Linked DNA regions of Gossypium hirsutum: region 2 is linked to region 1. A link is a contact called in public Hi-C data. All regions are on one chromosome and are shown on one strand. The core of a region is the stretch at or near the end of the contact, and the rest is flanking DNA. Distances in the headings are between cores, read along the strand shown.

Region 1 (6,004 bases), core at 1,092-3,591:
ATAATTCCATTCCGTATGCTACTAATTTACATTATACTATTACACTAACAAAGTGATCAGGCTCTTGCATTGCTACTCCTTGATTAAGCCACGACTGGAAAGGCCCCTTCCTTTTCCTATTGGATCCTCTTTCTTAAGATATTATAATTTCCTCATCCTCTGCCTGCCAAGTTTAATGACTGAAACAACTTAAGTAATAGCATGTAAGCAACATTTGCATTTCACAGATGAATAGGCTACAGCCTCGTTTTTTTAAACCAAAAAAAAAAAAAACACTGTACGCCCTAGCAAATTTAACATAACAAATTGCCAATTTCAGTTCGCCAATCACAATTATTTTTTCAATCCAAGATCATGAAAAATCCGTCAAAGAACATTATTACTCTCCCGAGTCTTCCAGACTTCCGGTTTCAACAATCAAAAGTAAAGGCCTCCCTTCATTCAAACAATGATATTACCTTTCCCTACGGCTTGAGTGCCAACGCCAGCCCGACTTTAGCACTCTTTTCAATTGCTCTGGTGTCCACCTCTCCAGAGATAGTGAAGAGGGATTTTGGGCGCCACTCATGCTGGATAAGAGCACTTGCTCTGCCGTAGTTGTTCAGTCGAGTCCTCACTGTGGTCAACGGGTCAAGAGCATGCTGTGTACCGATTGTGAGAGTGTTCTCATTACTTGAAAAGCTATGGGTCAGCTCCGCACCAACCGCTGTGTTCGTCAATGGGCTAACAATGTGGTAGTAGGAAGCATTAAGAGTGTCACCTTTATCATTTCTGTGGTTATCGACAAATTAACCTCATCAAAACCACAAGCACAATAACAGAATACATGCACAAGCTACAGAAAGAAAAAACCAGTTTACTGGAAGTTCCATATGAAAATATGGATATGTGAATAAGTAAACTAAAAGTTAAAGCCAACTCCGCCGAGGAACTACATACAATGTTAGGGAAGCAATGAGGTCAGAATGGGTGAAATTCAGCCCAGCATTCAATTTGGTAAAGTTTCCACTGGCGGTGTCAAATGAGAGATCAGTCCCCACTGAGACACAATTGTTTCCAACCACCCCAGAGAAGTTAACAAGGGGATTAGCATTCAAACCAATGCTAGTGCTTATGCCGGCATATTCATGCTGGTATTGCAGTTCCACCTGTCACAATAATGACAAAGACCATGTCATGACCACATGATGAAACCTATAAGTTTACAGAAGTAAATGACAAACATAGCTACAGCTAGCTACCTAAACCAGGATGTAGAAAATGTTGGCATTATTAAAAAAAAAAAAAGGAAGTTAATGGCATGAGTAAGGAAGTCTATTACCTTGCCAGACCTTTGATCAGGGACAATAAAACTAAAGATTGTCTTCAATCCAGGTGCAGGTTCATCAACAGTAACAGTGGCAAAAAGCTATTGAAAAAAAAAAACAGAATGAGATAATACTTAAGCCAAGACTGAATTCACCCGGACAATGAGTAAAAACAGTACAAGACCAAAACATTGCTTACCTTTGTATTCATCGTAATGAGATAGCATGCAATGATTATATGAACACGACCTTTAAAATTCGAAGACTTATCTAATTGTTCTACAACTTACATTAGACTTAGTGTCAACTTTGACATTGGTTGTGATGTTATTGTTCTTCAGCTCAGTACTTACATCAGCCAAAAGCAGTTCACCTTTCTTAATCCCAGTTGATGTGATTGCCTGACATAATTGAAAAGGGAAAAAATGAGCCAAAATCATAAATCTCTAGATCAATCATAAATTCATAAGATCAGATATTCATGCGAGCGTATTGGAAAAAATTATATACAAATAAGAGAAAAAAATTCATATACAAATTAATAGGCTTTGCTAAAATATGAATTACGAATTCGTTTATGACAAAGAAAATAAATTAAAACAATCGGAACTGAAGAGAGCAGATGTTTCACCATATCATCTGGAATATTTAAAAATAAAATTAAAAGAAAAACTCACGACTCCATTGGAGGTATAAGTAGTGACAGTGAACTTGTGGTCGGCCTGGTAATCCTTGTAAAGAATATCTGAAATTAAAACAAAAACAAAAATGAACAAAGGAAGCTGAAATGAAAAATAAACTATAAAAGGAGAAAAAAACTTCACCTCTAGGCTTTTTTCCGATATCGGAGTAGAGACCAGGTCCTTTCCCCATGCTTGATTTCGCCGAGAAAATGGAGAGGAAAGTGAGAAACGAAGGCTGGTTGCGAAAGACAGGGATGGAAAAGAATAATAATAATAATAATAATTGAAAAACCGTTTAATTTGAAAATAAAAGGAGTTTTATGGACCGTTGATCATGAAGTGAGAAAGCCTTGGCCGCTGATATCAGGAATGGGCACATTGGGCAATTCGTCGCCTGATCACGTTTTTAAGTAGAAGTCTATTATTATTAGGATAAACTACACAAATGGTCATCTAATTATACCCACATTCTTATTTTAGTCACTTAATTTTAAAAATTTTCAATTTAGGCACTAACATTTGAATTATTTTTAGTTGCTCCCATGTTAATTTTTAACTGTTATAATAACACATTTAGTCCTCAATACTTACATATTCTATTAATTTGATCCTAATTTTAAATAATTAAATAAATTTAACCTTTCATATTTACAAATTCTATCAAATTGATCCTTAAACTTTCTAACCAAAGCTTCTAGCTTTCAAAGCAAAGGCAATCCACATCTATTAATTGTTTTATTTAGGTTGAAATTATCCAATTAATGTACATAACCCTTTTTGTTTATATTTTTAAGAAGTTAGTGTTCAAAATGAACTAAACACTATTAAAATAATAGAAAATAAAAAATTTAAAAATATATTATATAATAAAATTATATAATAATTTAATATTTGTAAGAAATAAATTTTCACTCTACTAGAATAATTTTAGTTTTTAATTAATTTGATAAATAATTTAACACTAAATTAGATTATTAATATATACTACTTATTGTGGATTTAAAAATTAAAAATAAATAGTTACATGATAATCTTTTAATCAATTTATAAAATTTTAAAAAATTAATGAACAAAAGGATATTCAACTAATTCTTTCATTTTTTTCTTATGATATAATTATTGATTTAACAATTGGATTTTTCAAAGCCATATTTTTTAGCTCTGAATTTAATTTTCAATTTCCAGAACCTACTTCGAGGACTATTTCTATGTACTTTGAAAAAAATGTCATATTGTTAACAATAAGAGTAAATCTAAAGTGTTCTTTTTAACCTTTTTTTCCATTTTCTTTAGTCAAATTTTTATCAATAAAAGCGCTATACAATACTATATTTAGAAGAAAACTAATGAAAATAAAGAGAAAGGGAGAGAAATGTTCAAGATAAACCAATTGGTATCTAAAATTGGCTCAGAAAATGGCTCATTAGTTGAGAGAAGTTTTTCTTTTTTTCTTTTTGGGTTTTACAAATTTATAGATGTGGATTGCCTCTATTTTAAAAGTTGAAAGCTTTGATTAGAAAGTTTAAAGATCAAATTGATAGAATTTGTAAAAGTGAATAGTTAAGTTTATTGAATTATTTAGAATCAAGCGGGTGACCAAAACAGGAACAAATTCAAATGTTAGTGCCTAAATTGAAAATTTGAAAGTTGGATGACAAAACTAGAAACGTGGGCATAGTTGAGTAATGTTAGAATTAAGTGATCCGAATCCTTATTTAAATAAAATACAGTGGTAAAATAAAATGAAAGTAAAATTCTTATAGAACTACACTTTTTATTATTATTTTAAAATAAGGTTTTTTAAACCTTAATAAACTTCATTTATTTGATATTGATTAGAATAAGGTGTTTCAATCTTACTACACTCCTTCTATTAGAATATGGTTTTACAAGCCTATAAATAGACATAGCTTACTCCTTTTGTAATCATTCGAATTCGACATAGTGAATTATCTTCTCCTCTACCCGTAGTTTTTTCCTGAAAGGGTTTCCACGTAAAAATCTGTGTGTTCTTTTTTTTTCTTTTCTTTATCAACGTTCTATTTTTTTTCACAAATTAGTATCAGAGCTTCTGGGTTGTTCATCTCAATCATGGTAATGGCGTATTTGAAGTATGAAATTTCGCTGTTGGATTGCAACACCAGATTCGCGTTGTGGCAGATAAAGATGCAAACAGTTCTTGCACAGATGGACTTAGTCGATGCCCTACTAGGGACAGATTAGATGCATTCGACATTGACTGAGGAAGAGAAGAGGCGTAAAGATCGAAAGGCGTTATCATTGAAAAACGTTAACACCGAAAGGCGTTAACACAATTACATCAACATTTGGCTAACGAAATTTTGCAAGATGTAATGAAAGAGAAAACCACCACTGTGTTATGGAAAAGGCTGAAACAAATATGTATGTCAAAAACTCTAACTAGCAAGTTGCATATAATGTAACACGCCTTACCCATATCCTAAGCCGGGACAGGGTTTGAGGCGTTACCAGACTTAACCATAAACATTCATACAAAACTGGGCCATAAAATTTGGACCAAATCAAATTCATCCAATCACATGCATATCGTCCCTTATACGGGCCCATGAGGCCTAAAACATACGTTGGGAGTTGTTTGGGACTAAACCAAAAACTTTTGAAACTTTTACGACACTTAGAAAATTTTCGTACTTTGGAGAGTCACACGCCCGTGTGAGTAGGCTGTGTGGTCATACACATGCCCGTGTCGCTTGGGATACGCCCGTGTCCTCAACCCATGTAACTCTCTATTTATGACGTCATGCACAATTTGAGGTAACACGGCCAAGTCACACGCTCGTGTCTCAGGGCCATGTCCTTCACACGGCTAAGACATACGGCCGTGTCTCTGCCCGTGTGGCCAAGGAAATAACTATTTACCAAGCCATTTGCCACCCTCATTTTGCACATTCACATACACACTTTCAATTGAACTTGTCATGACACAATTAAGCTACCAACACAACCATAATCAAGGTTTCAACATATCAAAACAATTATTTACTGTTCATAACAAAACTGTCCACTTGAGTCATAGTAACAAATTTATTTATATCTTGAGTTATAGAACTCTAAATTAAAATCCGCTTGATTTTTCCGAAACTAGGCTCAAATATATGCCTACCATAAAATTTTCAGAATTTATGGTTTAGCCAATAAGTACAATTAATTCTTCAAATTCATCCCTATTTTGTTGTTTGACAGTTTCGACCTTTCTTCACTAAAGATTACTAATCTCTTAATACGGGATTCGGATGATGTTCCCGTTTATTTCTCTTGAAATTAGACTCATTAAGAAATTAAAAATATAAATTTAAACCCCCAAGTATTTTTATACAATTTTTAATGATTTTCCAAATCAAACAGGGGAACCCAAAATCATTCTAACCTTGTCTCACAAAAATTCAAATATCTCATGAAATGAAACTATTTTGCTTACATTGTTTCTTCTATGTAAAACTAGACTCAATAAGATTTAATTTCATATTTTATTCAACCTCTAATTCGATTTCTACAATTTTGGTGATTTTTCAAAGTTGTATTACTGCTACTATCCAAAATTGTTTTAATGCTAATTTTACTATTTCATGATTTCTTTGTATTAACTTTCATTTAGACATACATAACACCAAAGCATATCCATAACTAGCCATTCCAATAGCTAGTTATTAAAAAATATTTACATGCCATTCGTTGGCCAATATAAGCCAATTTACATGGCTACACATTACGTCAAATCTTTAACCATCACAAGCTAATATATTTAGCCAAATCATAATGATTCATACACCAAATGACTAAGTCCCTATACATGCCATAAATTTAAGAGGTTTGTATTCAATTTTACTCCGCGATGATAGCTTGATAATGTGATAACATCTCCGGTGATCTCCAACGCGAGCTAGTTTATTAACCTTATGAGACATGGGAAAGGAAAGGGGAGTAAGCTTCAAAGCTTAGTAAGTTCATATGCAAATAAGAACAACTATTAGC
Region 2 (6,004 bases), core at 1,647-4,146, 290 kb before region 1:
AAGTTTTCGTGGAATAGGGCCAGAGCGATTTCTGGATCCCCTGATCTGACTTTGGAAATTCACTATAAATTAACCAGAGATAATTAGAGGTCATGCCATATATGTATAGATTCCGTTTTTAGTCTAGTTTCGTTAGAAACAAATGGCATAAGTAATGAAGCCCTGTACAGGATGATATATAAGTCGTAATGCATGAAGGTCAGAGCAGTCGAACCCTGAAACAGGGGAGACTTTAACTAATAAACTGTACTAATTGGCTCAACCAAAAATTCTAGAAAATAATTTGTAGATGGATATATGAGTCTAGTTTCAGGTAAAATTTACGAAACTGGTTTTCGAGTTTTGGAACTCAATATATGATTTTTAAGGTAACAGTGATGCAGTTAGCCAGCTTGTCTGGAAAATTTTTTTTGGACTGTGAGAATAAATGAAATAAGTCCGTAAATACCTCGTGTTCGACTCCGAAAACGGTCTCTGGTACGGGGTGTTACAGGGGATTTAGTTTATTTGAGGCTGCAACCCTATAGGCAACAGACAGAAGAATTCTTAATCAGAAACTATCTCCAAAGTTCTATGGACCTTTTCCTGTGATCCAGAAAGTGGGAGAGGTGGCATACACTCTTCAGTTACCACCGGGGTCTCGTATTCATCCCACTTTTCATGTCACTTAGCTGAAGAAACATGTAGGTGCATCATCTGCTCAGGCTCATTTGTCATTGGTGGATATTCATGGAGTATTGCCAAAAGAACCAGTTCGGATTTTGGATAGAAGAATAGTCAAGAAAGGCAATATAGCTGTTACTGAAGTCTTAGTGGAATAGGCTAACTATTTTCCTGAAGATACGTCATGGGAGTCTCTCGACCTGCTTCAAACCAAATTTCCTCATTTTCATCCTTGAGGACAAGAATTTTTCCTAGGAAGGAAGTACTGATACGGGCTAGAAAACAAGGAGCAGAAAATAGAAGATAAAAGGAAAGAAGTTAGTTTAAACAGTTAACCTCATTTAATTAAAAGTAGAGTTTTGATCTTAAGTAAAACGGAGAGTTTTGATTCTAAGGTTAAAATAGTAAACAGGGCGCAGAACATTAGTGAAACGTTGCATTTGGTTATAACAGAATTTTCCACGCTATTCTTTTGTTATTTTCTCTTATTAAACATGAGTTGTATAGGGCAAGCAGTTATCAATATACAGATGAACATTTAGATTTCTCTCTTCTTCCTCGTTTTTCTTCTTCTCTCTCAATCTTCTTTTACTCTAAGTTTTGTCGTGCAACAAGGTGTCGTCGCCACTCGCTACCATCCTATGATGCCTCTGTAGCTCCTGTATTGCTTCCCTCAATCAGTCCTCAGCCTCAGGTAGTCGTCACTCTCCTCCGCGCTGTCTACCAACAACCACGCCGTGGAAATCAAGTTTTTAGAGAGAGTCGACATTTTAAATTCGATAATAATTGATAAGTTAGTTCTTTTTAATTAACTTTATTGTTGTAATAAAAACATTTTTTATTTCTCTCCCTGTTTGTCTTAATTTTCCTGTAAAATTTCAAAAAGAAAATGCTGCATGGTGATTTTTTTTACAAATGGCATTAATATCTAGAATTAAATGGGTAAGGTACTCAAACTGACTTAAAAAAAATTGAAGTACCAAAAAATGGGTATAATTTAGAGGGTAATATTTGAAATAAGCCTAACAAGAAAATGGATATGTAGTAGTATTTTTTACTCATGAGACCGCAGATCCAATTTCTATCATCTTTTCATATCTTCAAGCATTATTGCACATAAGCTTGTCGGTAGGAGATTGGGAGCCATTAATATAATAATCCTCCATTGTATGGCTATTAGATTCTATCATGTCAAGCAATTAGCAATCGTCCAGCCGAAGTGATCTTATCACTACCCTTTGCTTCTTTTAACCACTGTTTTCAATTTGTTAACTGGGGATTCCATTCATTTGTGTAAACATTGGATTTTGGGTTTGGGGAAACAGTATTCATGATAATCACACGGCCACAAAAGACATTTTCATAAAGCTGCCGTATGTGTATATATATATATCCATGTCATCGTCATCCACTTGCTAAATTCCTGAGTGTACACGGACTAAAGAATATATTCTTTCTTATAATTATATATAAATCAGAAAATTTTATTATAACAGTACTGGAAGGAGAAAGATATGGAAGATAATCAAAATGTCAAGTGAAAAATGGAACAAGATTAAAGATAAGTTTTATATTGTTGTTCTGATTCTGTAGTGGTGGAATCCGATTCTATAGTGGCTGCTTCTCGGTACACCAATACTCGATATCAACCTTGGCGCCCCTGGGAGATTCTTAAACCACTTAACCACTTGTGGTTGAACATGAAGACAGTGGTTTTTGTCAACGTTTGGCGCCACACCTCCTAAGGGGGCCTTTATCGATCAGCTGCTCACTGTGTGTTGCTTCTTGCTGGTTTTGTTCTACTCCTCAAGGCGTGTACTGCTTTGTTGTTTCTATTTGCTAACTGAATTCATATTTTGTTGGAAGAAAAGACAAAAACAAATACTATCATTAGGCATCCGCGACGAAGGTTTTGGCTTTCGATGGTCAAAGAAAGAGAAAGGTACTTTTTGTTTTTTTGGGTTCCTTTAATAATGGGTGGGGAGAATTTGATATATTTCTCTCCTAATCTTCCTCCTCTGAAGCATTTTTACTATAAGTTAGCAATCTTTAATACTATAAGTTAGCAATCTTTAATAAAAAGAAACTTTGCTATTACAAAAAATAAACTGTTCGTTAATATGATAATTTTCAAATAAAATAATAAAATGAAAGAATTCTTAGTATAAAACAAAAGGTTCCAAGGATGATGAGTCAAAAAGTAACTTATGTGAAGTGTGAAGACCATTCTCTCCTCCAAGTTGAAATGAAACCATCAAATGCTCTTCCCTTCCCCTCTCTTTAAATACCCCCACCACTCTCACCATGCTTTTCTACTCACACTCGAGATCAAATACCAACATAATTACCCAAGTTGAGAATAGGAGAGAGAAAAAACAATGGTGGGTTCCCCCCCCCCCGCCCTTTTAATTTTTTTATTTTGCTGCTCTTTTTATGTTGTCATCTCACTCATTATTCGTCCTCTCGTTGCTTCATTCAAAGTACAAACAACAGACAACAAACCTATGTTGCTTTCCTAGATACTATTACTAACTCGCCTTTTATTGTACAGGAAGGAGGATACCAGGATAATAGATGGGAAGGGTATGTGGATTGGAGGGGCAGACCTGCTTTAAGGGGCCAACATGGTGGCATGGTGGCTGCCTCCTTTGTCTTGGGTTAGTTACCTGATCTATTCCTTTTTGTTGCTTTTGACACAAATCAAGGGTGAGCTTCCGCTGTAGGCTTATTTTATAGGTTGGTTCCATCGCTTAGTTTAATGATAAATTTTGGCTGTACGTAGTTGTGGAAGTGCTGGAGAACCTGGCCTACTTGGCAAATAGTAGCAACCTGGTGCTGTATCTGTCAAAGCACATGCACTTACCTCCATCAAAATCGGCAAACGATGTCACCAATTTCATGGGGACAGCCTTCCTTCTGGCTCTGCTTGGGGGCTTCTTATCCGACACTTTCTTCACTACTTTTCACATCTACCTCATAAGCGCACTCATCCAATTCCTGGTACTCCATTTTCACACACTTATCTTTAGAACTCTCTATGTATTGTTTCATTATTGCACTTCATCCGCATTGTGGTTGTCATAAATAAAAGACACGGGCAAAAATCTGATAGTGTTCCCTCCCTGCGAGTTCGGTATAAACAAAAAAACCCAGTCCGCCTAGATACAACAACTAACGTGGCCTTAGTAAAAAATGTCAGTATATTTGTCCACTTTCTTTCGGATCCCAAAAGTAAACTAATTCTGAGATAATAAAACAGGGTCTGTTTCAATTCAACCTTCCATCACATATTGGAACTTCCAACAACAATCGGTTATGTTAGCTATGCTTTCAAATGCCTCGTATTCCATTAAAGAAATTCCTTTTTTTCTTATCCATAAATTGGGAAGTGGGGCGAGTGGGTCCTGGAGTAGGCCAATGTTGGGGTATTAGTCATGGGACTTATCCTTACAAAGCCGACGCCTTGGGATTTTAGTTTAACGATAAGAGAGCTTTAGCTCTACACATACCGCATGAGTGTCAAACAGTCGCTGGAGCTCCTACCCTATGTCGTACGTCTAATACACGGTAATTTTCAACTCTCATCCACCAATCACTGTACAGTATGTGGCTGGAGAAAGAGACGAATCCGAAGAAAATCCTGGGAAAACCAAATCCATTTAATAATGGGTGCGTAGCTTTCTTCGAATGAAAAAGGGAAATGAAGCAAAGGTTGCTCATTTCATTTTAGGCAGGTTCATGAACCACGTGGGCGGCCATTGATAGAGCCCAAGCGAAACTTGAAAGTCTATTTAACTGAGAATCATGCTCACCCTGCACAATTCAATATAACAAAGCCATGTCGTCAACAACCCGGTTTCTTTACAGCGACATATCATTGAAATCTTCGCAGTGCAATCCTTGTGTGGCTAACGCCACATAACGGAAAAACCAAATTGAACGGCCCAAGAAGTTGGACCTTAATGCTATCGGCTTTTCGGTTTAGTATGTGGAAATCAATCATATAGGGAACTGACGAATCAGTTTGATCCAGGCGTACTCATCTCCTCTTCCCTATCTATTATACAACCTTGGATGCTGTGTATGTATGGATTTCGGACTTGAAAGTCTTTCTTATGTTTGAAAACTGCATGAAACCGAGTTTACCTAGCTGTATAAGGAATTGAATGCAAGCTTCATTTCTTCCCATGAATGCCTTAAAAGAGATACAAAGGAAAGAGAAAGGAATGCTTATTATGAATCAAAGTTATTCAAATTAATTGCTGGGGGACTTCTAAAGTCTACACACTTGCTAATTGAGCAGGCATGCCTAACCAATTGTGGTCCTTGAAACAGGGGTCGGTCATTCTTGCAATGCAAGCTCGGACTGCTTCCCTAAAGCCACGAGAATGTAGTCCATCAACCACCTCCATTCCATGCCATGAAGTTGGAGGCGGGAAAGCAGTAATGCTGTTCACTGGCCTCTATCTTGTGGCGCTTGGTGTTGGAGGGATAAAGGGTTCCTTACCAACACATGGCGCTGAGCAGTTTGATGCCAACACCCCACAGGGAAGGAAGCAAAGATCCACCTTCTTCAACTACTTTGTATTCTGTCTCTCATTCGGTGCACTCATAGCCGTCACATTTGTTGTGTGGGTTGAAGATAATATGGGATGGAAGTGGGGTTTTTCCATCTCTACAATTGCAGTATTGTTGTCAATCGCAATCTTCCTTGCTGGTTCGGCTGTTTACAGGAACAAAATACCCTTTGGCAGCCCTCTTACAACCATTGGCAAGGTAAAAGCTACTTCAATTATCAGACCCCACCTTGATGCCATTCCTGTAATGAAGAAATAAGTTTTGTTTTTTGCTTTACTTTTGCTTTACTTGAACAGGTCTTGATTGCTGCTATGCTGAACAGTTGCATGAGCAAAAATCAAAAAAATGCCATTGCGAACCTGACAACGAGCCCTTCTTATCGAACTGAAACCAGCAAGGAAGGAGACCACCAAATCCCAACTGAAAGCCTCAAAGTCCTAAACAGAGCAGCGGTGAACAAGCCAGCTTACCCAGCACTTGAATGCTCAGTGCAGCAAGTAGAGGAAGTCAAGATCGTGCTTAAAATCTTTCCCATATTTGCTTGCACCATTGTTCTCAATTGCTGCCTAGCTCAGCTCTCAACTTTTTCAGTTGAGCAGGCAGCAACCATGAACACTAAGCTTGGCTCATTGAAAATTCCTCCAGCTTCCCTACCAGTCTTTCCCGTGGTCTTCATCATGATCCTAGCCCCGCTTTACGATCACTTCATTATCCCATTTGCTCGGAGAGTAACTAAAACTGAGATGGGCATCACTCATTTGCA

What was found. A called contact is a pair of places that touch in the nucleus more often than the background predicts.
Region 2: a contact with region 1 is called in a Hi-C map of leaf, with 2.1 times the contacts expected there. The contact joins the promoter of LOC121202954 here to the promoter of LOC107887240 in region 1. A contact is called at or near these places in 3 of 34 Hi-C or Micro-C datasets (all in leaf).

Annotation. Positions count from the first base shown.
Region 1 is chrA03:64,266,074-64,272,077 of Gossypium_hirsutum_v2.1, reverse strand. It overlaps LOC107887240 (mitochondrial outer membrane protein porin of 36 kDa), which reads right to left and starts at 2,341. Exons shown (of 7, transcript XM_041093681.1): 1 at 2,132-2,341; 2 at 1,985-2,052; 3 at 1,598-1,708; 4 at 1,322-1,408; 5 at 940-1,148; 6 at 459-771; 7 at 1-163. The coding sequence starts at 2,180. The coding sequence ends at 465.
Region 2 is chrA03:64,558,661-64,564,664 of Gossypium_hirsutum_v2.1, reverse strand. LOC121202954 (protein NRT1/ PTR FAMILY 4.6) reads left to right here and starts at 2,896. Exons shown (of 5, transcript XM_041098009.1): 1 at 2,896-3,044; 2 at 3,215-3,320; 3 at 3,446-3,663; 4 at 4,999-5,439; 5 at 5,538-6,004. The coding sequence starts at 3,042.